2 separate regions of the Mus musculus genome follow, and region 1 is linked to region 2. A link is a contact called in public HiChIP or PLAC-seq data. All regions are on one chromosome and are shown on one strand. The core of a region is the stretch at or near the end of the contact, and the rest is flanking DNA. Distances in the headings are between cores, read along the strand shown. Region 1 has its middle 20 kb from the start of Hif1a. Region 2 has its middle 23 kb from the start of Gm8075.

Region 1 (4,061 bases), core at 259-2,758, 69 kb before region 2:
ACAAAGAGAGATCTCTCTGAAGTTATGCTGGTCTTAATGTTTAAAAAAAATACATTTTAATACATTGTTACTACTCATTTTTATAAAGTGAGACTTTTAACTTTATTTCATAATTATCCATCCTGAAGAACTTGACTTATAGAAGAGATTGACCTGAATTCAAGCCTCTGTGGTTCAGGATTGGAGTGTGTGTGTGTGTGTGTGTGTGTGTGTGTGTGTGTGTGTACCGACTGCAATGAATTCTTAGCCCTGGGGGATTTAATGGCTTTGTATGTAGAAGCTCTGTAAATTAAAAAAAAAATTATTTGAATACCTCTCACAAGAACATCCTCAAAAACACTACTTTGAGGCCAGAACCTCTAGCACACTACTTAGGCCTACCAAAAGTCTCTTGCATGCTAATCATAAAAATTAAGATCCACTCGACTGTGGCCGAAACCTTTCTTTTCAGGTCAGGCTCTGGAGTCATCATCATAGGAACTCCAGATTCTTATCTGTAAACAATGAGTGGGGTTAAATAAAAATATATACTTGGTCTCTGACCTGGTTCCTGCCACAGAGCTCCTGAAATCCTTGTAATTTCCTGAGTGATTGGGGTACTTGGTGGCTCTTTTGTTCTAATATTCTGCCTCTGAGCCTGGTTTCTGACACAGATCCACCCATTTCCTGGGATCTCCTGGATAAGAGCATCTTGCATTCCTACAAAGTGACTCTTGTCATTGGTCCAAAGAAATATCATGCAGGATTAGAAGTTGAGGATGTTCTGCCAACTTCTGCCCCATCCTCCAAGAAGGCAAGAAGAGTTACAGGCTGAGTTAATAGTTGATCCTGCTGATGGCAAGCCTCTATTAAGTTCCTAAAGTGTGAAGTTGAAAGAGCTTCCCTGTTGGTAAAGATGTCCATGTTCCAGGAGGGCACCACACATCAGATCCAAAGAAACAGAAGCCCCTGCCTTGGGACTCTTCTGAACCTTGCTTTACCGAACCTCTTCATCTGGCTGGTCATGTGTAGTACTTAAAAAAAAAATCTGTTGTACTAAGTGAGTAATAGTAAATAAACCATTTCCTGGGTTCTGTTGGCCACTCCAACAAATTGTTGAATGTAAGGAGGGAGTTGTGGGAACCTCTGAGAGGTTGTTGGCACAGAAGCAATCTGGGGACTGTTGTGGATGAAACAGGGAGCAAGCAGTCTTGTGAGGTTGAACCCTTCACCTCTGGTGTCTGATGCTGTCACATGGTGTCAGCGTCGAGTGTAGAATTCCTAACTAGTGGCCAAAATCTGGCTGGCATGGGTAAATTCTCATCCATTTTGGCCACAAATGTGTTTCGTGTTGAGTGTGAATATAGAGAAGAAGAAAAGCAAGTTGTTCTTCCTACATGTCTGATGTCAGAAGTAGATTGCTGAAAGCGATGTAGGAGAAAAGTTGGGTTTTTTTTTCCTGGTATACAGGATGTTATTTGCTTACAGAGGAGTGGTATGACTCTTTCCCCCAGAAGCTTCCACAACCAGAACTTTCTGTCCTCCTTTCATGCTTTCGGGGTGATGACGTCACCTTGCTGATATTTGTAAGTATAGCTATGACTTACAATGACTTGACCTAGCAGCCTTTTGCTTTTACAAAGTAAAAATGTGTAAAAGCAATACATATTCCAGGCCTAAAAGATGGCTCGTGGTTAGGAGAACTGTCTGGTATTACAGAGGACCCAGGTTCAATTCCCAGCACTGACGTGGTAGCTTACATCCATCTGTAACTTCAGTTCTGAGGGATCTAACTCCTTCTTATGACCCTGGTGGGCATCAGGCATGCATGTGGTGCACACACAAAGATGTAGGCCAAATAGTCACACACATAAGATAAAGTTAATAAATCCTTTTGTTTTTTTTTTAAAGTAGTACATATTCAACAGAAACCCCACTGAGGATTTTGACCTTTGCCAGGCTGGTGGTTTGTCACACACGTCTCTCCTGTAAGACTGAGTAGCAACATCAAATCACAACCGCCAAATAGTCCCCTGCTCATGAGAAGAATAACCAACAGGCTCCAGTGTACCGTGCCGCTATGGTGCTACGGTATGGTGCATAGTTGGTTGTATGTATTCAGCATCCTTAACAATGTGTGGCGTTTCCAATTACAGTGGATGTATCAGGAGACAATCTCACCATCATTTGAGGAGCCCCTCCCCACAAAATTAGAAATTTTAAAAAGATTAACTTATGTTCAGTATAGCGTTACTTGTTTTTCTACCTTCTAGTTTTCGAATTCCCAGAAACTTGGTCAACATTTTCGGTATGGATAGAAGTAATATTGCCTGGGTGGTTCCAGACCTCTTAGTGGCTGCTTAGGCTTTCATCTTTCCCCATCCCTTTCAGCAGCCACGAATGCCAACCCTTCACACCAAAACTTGAGGTGTTTGGAGAAGAACTTGCGGGACGTCCCTGCAACCCCCTCGACAAAGCCAGCGGCAGCTGCTCCTCTCCTTATCTCTCTCTGCCTAGCAAGAGATGCCTTCCCTGCCCCCCAGCACTAATCTCGGCTCCCATGTTTGGACTTTATCATCTGCCCCGCCCCACTGGTAACCATCAAGCCTCCTCCCCTTCCTTCTCCCCCACCTCCTAAACTCCAACACCGTCTCCACTGTAGCCATCCCAATATGGTTTAGATAGTACCTTCTCAGAGAAGTCTTCTCCAACCTGAGTCCCAACCACTTTACCGCCTCTTGGGTCTGGGTGAGGCATCCTATAAGGGCATCCCCCATAACATTGTGCACTTAGGAGTTAATTGAATTAACAAAGGGTTGGAAGGTATGATATGCGCAGAATGTACTAGGTAATTAACATGTTCTGAATAAAATAGGGCTCTTGTCCTCAGGAAATTTATATGCCACTTTGGGAATGAGACAGTAAACGCAGTTATAATAAGGCACAATTAGCTCACAAAAGAAGCATGCACGGGGACACAGAGAAAGCACTCAAGTCCAGACTTGAAGGGTGAGAGATGATTATTTGGAAAAAGATTCATCTTCATTGTGAAGAAAAGAAATTGGACTAAGTTAGGCTTAAATAATGGGGCCTACAGGGAGTGGCTGGGAAGAGAAGAGAGGAAGGGAATGAGGTTTGGGCTGTAGGGTAAAGAGGGCTTGGCCTACTCAGAGTAGCGAATATCCCTGAGCCTTTTCCAATCACTCTCTGACAGAATAGACACTTCTTGAATGAAGGAGCAAGTGAAGAAGGCTGAAAGAAGAAGGGGTCAATATATGAATGGAGGACTTAAGCAAGAGGCTGGCATCACCCAACTTACTCTTTATAAAAATTGTTCTGGGCAGAGAGAGTCAACTGGCCAGGACTGATGGGGACTCGTAGAGATCAGAGAGCCTGCAGGGGTCTGATCTATACATTATGGTTGAATAGCTTGGTATCTTTGTAGGAATCCTAAGAGTGGGAGCAGGGGACTGTCCCTGACTCTTGCCTACTTAAAGGACCCTTTTTCCTCCTCCTGGGTTGCCTTGTCCAGCCTTGATCTGATGGAACGTGTCTGGTCTTGTTGTAGCTTGTTATGTCGTGTTTGGTTAATGTCCTTGGAAGGCCTGCTTGTTTCTCAGGGGAGGGGAGGGGAGGGGAGGGGAGGGGAGGGGGAAACTGAGGTCCAGATGTGATATATGAGAGAATTAAAAAAATTGCTATGTGTATATGAACTATAAGGAGACTAATATATAATGCTAATCGGAGATGGGTGAGGAAGTTGCTGTTAAGGATGAGGGCGAGCTGAGAGACCACTGTGAGGTTGGGAAGGAAGATAACAGGCTGTGTCAGACTAAGGACACAGAGGTCAAAGGGCTCGGCAGCCCACTGTCAGAGTAAGGAGACAAGGAGTCACGGATGAGGTCCACGCTTCTGACTTGAGCATGGTTGGCAGCCGTCACTGAGCTGCGGCTGATTCAGAGATGTGTCTGCGCTGTGAGAACGATAAGAGGCGTAGGTTGTGGCTTTTCTTGACTAGTTACCTGAAAGAAGCCATTTTAAATGGGAAGGGTTTATTCTGGCTCATATTTGGGGGGAGTATA
Region 2 (4,096 bases), core at 556-3,055:
TAGCAAATTAAACATAGCAGTAGTGCCCAGGATTAAACCACTCCATCTGTCAAAAGCAACCTTCACTTCCTATGGCCCAGGGAAATTCCACAAAACTGCCACCTCACCAGTGGACTCCAGCAATGCTACCTAGAATAAAATCTGTCATGGCAATGGTCTTTAGTTTCCATTTTCCATGGAGAAGTGATAGCAAAGGCAGAAGCCATGTTCAGTGCCCTCTTCACCCTAACCCAGATCATCTTTTCTTCTCCCCTTCTTCCCTCCCCTTTCATTCCTTTTGTTCTCCCTCTCCTCTCCTTCTCTCTCTTGCATCCTTTCAGTCATTCTCTCATCAGAGGTGTCTTAGAGCTTGGTGACAGTGCCAGGCTCCCAAAGCATCCCAGAGCACCCTAGAGCATGCCGGAGCATCTCAGAGCATCCTGGAGTACAGGGGCCAGTACTCCCTCAGTTCTGTGAAGGTGAAGGAAACGCAAAGGCAAAAAGCAATGCTGGAATTTGGGGGCTTCCTTTACTTAAACATTGAAACAGCACAGCTGACACTGTTATTACATTTTCAGATATTCAGAATTACTATAAAATCGAGAACTTCATGACATCGTGAGTAGCATTCTTCAGGAGCACACATCATAGCAACTCTATAACTTTCCTGAAAATCGCCAGATGAGCGTATGTGCTCCTCGACAATCATTAAGCATACAGTGCTGTGCTGCTACAAGTTAATGGTCAAGTTCATCATATAATATGAAAAATAAGCTCTTATAAAGGGAATCTTAAACTAAGTTTGAAGAACCACCACTGAATGATTATAGTATTATAAACTGATTTTTAAAATGAGTGCAATGTTTAAAAATGAAATATGACAATTGTGTCATTATTGAATTGCCAGCACATTTCTATTCCAGTTTTTTCCAGTTGTTGGAATTCCTCTTTCCAGCTCTGTGACAGTAGTGAGGGGTATTATAGACTAAGTTATCTGAATCATCTGCTTTTACACTGGGTTCTTATTCTGAGTATCCATGTGTGTGTGTGTGTGTGTGTGTGTGTATGTGTGTGTGTATTCATGTGTATATCTTTGTGTGTGTCTATGTATGTTTGTATGCCTGTATGTATGCCCATGTGTGTCTATGTGACTGTGTGTTTCTGTCTGTGTGTCTTAGTGTTTCTGTATGTCTTGTGTGTGCACACACTATGTTTTGATGCACAAGGAGTATATAATCCTTATTCATGGTAACTCCATGCTTTTATTTCTGAGTGTGGAGACAGAGGGCACTTGAGGTGATGTGCTTTCTGAGGTCACAGTGAATTTAATAACAGGACAGAATCTTTCCAATGCAGTACATGTGCTAAGAGTCACTAGTGAGTCACTAGAAAGGACTAGAATAATCACTTGTTTCTTACATTAGTGGAAAATAGCACTTCTATTTCTTTAAAAGAAAATATTGCTTCTAGAAACATTTGAACTTCTTAACAGCAAGGTAGCTGCTGTGACTCTGTTTAAGATCCCCTTCCACTTTGGAAAAGCTATGGTTCCATGATTTTGGTGGAGGAAGAGAAGATGCAGGAGGTAGGGGGAGGGGGTTGAGAGGGAGAAGGAGGGAGGGACAGAGGGAGGGAGGGACAAAGGAAGGGAGGAAGGGAGGGAGGGAAGGAGGGAGAGACTGGGGGGGAGGAGCAGGGGCAACAATAGGTGACTCAGTTGTGGTTTGTGGGAAAACACATTTTTAAATCTAGGAAATGCTACATGAGGTCAAGGCTCGAGTGGGCCCTGTCACTGGGATAAGTTGTTAGACATCTTCCCCATGACACACTCTCATTTCTCAGCTGCTCTGTGGGAGTCCAGTGTGTGCCTGTGTGAGAGAGACTTGGGAAAGCCTCTAAGGAGTCAGGGCAGCTGTTGGTGACCCCCACTGCCTGTGTGCTGGCCTTTGACCAGCTGTGGAGACTCAAGAACAACCTGGGCAGCCTACAAACCTATGCAGGGTAATAATGGAACTCTTTTATTCTGCATCTAATGGACATTTCAGGTTCTAAACAAGCCACGATGAGATTCTCCCAGCAGCACTGAAATCTCAACACAACCTTGGGTGATATGAAATGACACCCGAGCCAGGATGGTGCCTGTCCACGTGATGACTGTTGGGGTCAACATACCCTGCCCAGCTCCTGGTCTGTATCATGACTTCTATCGCCCTAATGGTTAGAGTGCAGGCCCACTGGCCTTCTCTAAGTCTGGACACACTGTGTACCTAATGTCTGCTTTTGTTCATGCTGTTCCTTCAGTCAGAAATGCTGTTCTATTGTTTCCCACTAGACACATGTAAGCATCTCTCGGATCTAGTTCAGCTGTCACAGCCCAGAGGCCAAAGTCAGACTTCTCAGATGAACTCTCATGACTGTGAGCCTTGCCTTGGGGAATCTTAGCTACAATTTTGCACTACCATGTGAATTCTTCGGTTTATGATACTAAACTCCACAGGAAGGGGGAGGTCTTGACTTGCACTGTGTCCCCAGCACCAAGGAGAGGGACTGAGACAGCCAAGTGCTGGAGGGTGGAGTGTAGAATGAACAGATACATATCGGTGTGTCTTTGGCCTATGTTGAGAAGGCATCTGGTTCCTGCTGGTTTCTGATCATGATGTATGCATAGCCAGACAGTAGGGGCTGCATTGGTAGGACAAGACTTGGCCAACTGTTTTAGTGTTTCAAAAATCACTAAGGAAAGTGCTGGGTATTTGGCTCAAAGGTGGAGTACTACCTATCATGCAAAAGACTCTGGGTTCCATCTCTAGCACCACAATGAAACAATAATAATCCGTTTTATACTTTTTACCATTAAATAGGATCAGACCATTGTTTTCTAGAGAAAGTCAGCTTCACCTGAACATACCCATCACATGGGAGTTCTGTAGTGAGGACACTTCGCATGTTTCTGAATAACCGTTTTAGGAGCTTCACATTCTTGTTCCTTTCGCTGCCCTTTGACCCCTCAGCAGGTAAGAGGAGGAGCCGTGGGGAGGCCCCTTTTGAATCTCTGCTTCACTGTGTGCAGTGGAAGTTTTGGCTATCATCCCGCTGCTGAATTTATTATGCATCTTCTTTGGAAGAAAAAAAAATAAGACGTCATATTTTCCTGTGTGCTCCTATTTATGATGTCTGACTTCAACACCACACCGCTGGTGTGAAAAGATAGCATCTTCCAAACCTCACCCACAGTGAAAGCCAAAGGACTCATTACGTTTTCAAGTTCATACAGCAAGTATTTGGAAAGACAGGACTGGACTCAAACTCAACTTGTTCAGTTTTAAAATGTTGTATTACTAAATAGAGAGCCATTTGGATTCCCACATGTCACTGGCTTTATAATTAGGCTTTGGACCTGTGCCTTCTATTTTATAGCCCTTCTTGTTATTCTAGGTATGTGATGTCAAGTCATGGAGTGTCCACAATAATTTCCCAGGATTAATGAAATAAGTATTCATTTAGTTGTGTAGGTAAGTAAGCAGGCCCTTGCTAGTTAATGACACATTTAGCCAGCTGAACAGTTTGAGACAAATTTCAGATCTCTGTTCTCTGTTTGACCACCAGTAAGAGAGGGGCTAATGTGTCTCCAAAGATGCCAATGCTAGTTTTCAAAGCCTGTGTGTTACTGAATGTGGCATAGGGGCTTTGGCAATGCTATTAAATTAAGAACTTGGTGATGGGAGATTACTTCATGCTATCTGGGTCAGCCCAGGATAATCACAGGGGATCTTACGAGAAGGAGGCAGGTCAGAGTCTGAGAATGAAATAGGATGGTGAAAGTGTACTGTGTGTGTGTGGTGGTGGTGGGGAGAATGTTTATGTATGAAAGAGACAGAGAATGTCTATGTGTGAGTGTATGTGCATGTGAGAATATGTGAGAAAGAGAATGTGTGTGTATGAGAGACAGACAGACAAACAGAGATACAGAGACACATAGAGAGACAGTAAGAGATGAGAGGCAGTGAGTGTGAGAGAGACAGAGAGAGAGTGAGAGATATTGTGTGTATGTATGAGAGAGACAGATTCTGTGTATGAAAATGTGTGTGTGAGAGAGAGAGACAGAAAGACACACATA

The links. HiChIP or PLAC-seq counts read pairs in DNA pulled down with a chosen protein or histone mark.
Region 1: a BATF HiChIP or PLAC-seq map of CD8 T cells shows a contact between it and region 2, with 18 read pairs. The contact joins two enhancer-like sites. A contact is called at or near these places in 1 of 39 promoter capture datasets (second pharyngeal arch cranial neural crest), 5 of 484 Hi-C or Micro-C datasets (the C2C12 cell line, embryonic fibroblasts, nephron progenitors and 1 more), 2 of 115 datasets of contacts at active chromatin or transcription factors (CD8 T cells and embryonic stem cells) and 2 of 9 other capture datasets (adipose tissue and pancreatic islet).

What each region holds. Positions count from the first base shown.
Region 1 is chr12:73,885,633-73,889,693 of GRCm38.p6, reverse strand. No RefSeq gene overlaps it. Among named protein-coding and RNA genes, the nearest start is that of Hif1a, 20 kb to the left of the region's middle. Within about 2 kb of position 1,508, at least 34 of the 459 cell types and tissues checked have an H3K27ac peak or open chromatin away from gene starts, as enhancers often do. A contact at or near this core is called in the C2C12 cell line and CD8 T cells, where this site is marked.
Region 2 is chr12:73,816,695-73,820,790 of GRCm38.p6, reverse strand. No RefSeq gene overlaps it. Among named protein-coding and RNA genes, the nearest start is that of Gm8075, 23 kb to the right of the region's middle. Within about 2 kb of position 1,805, at least 33 of the 459 cell types and tissues checked have an H3K27ac peak or open chromatin away from gene starts, as enhancers often do. A contact at or near this core is called in the C2C12 cell line and CD8 T cells, where this site is marked.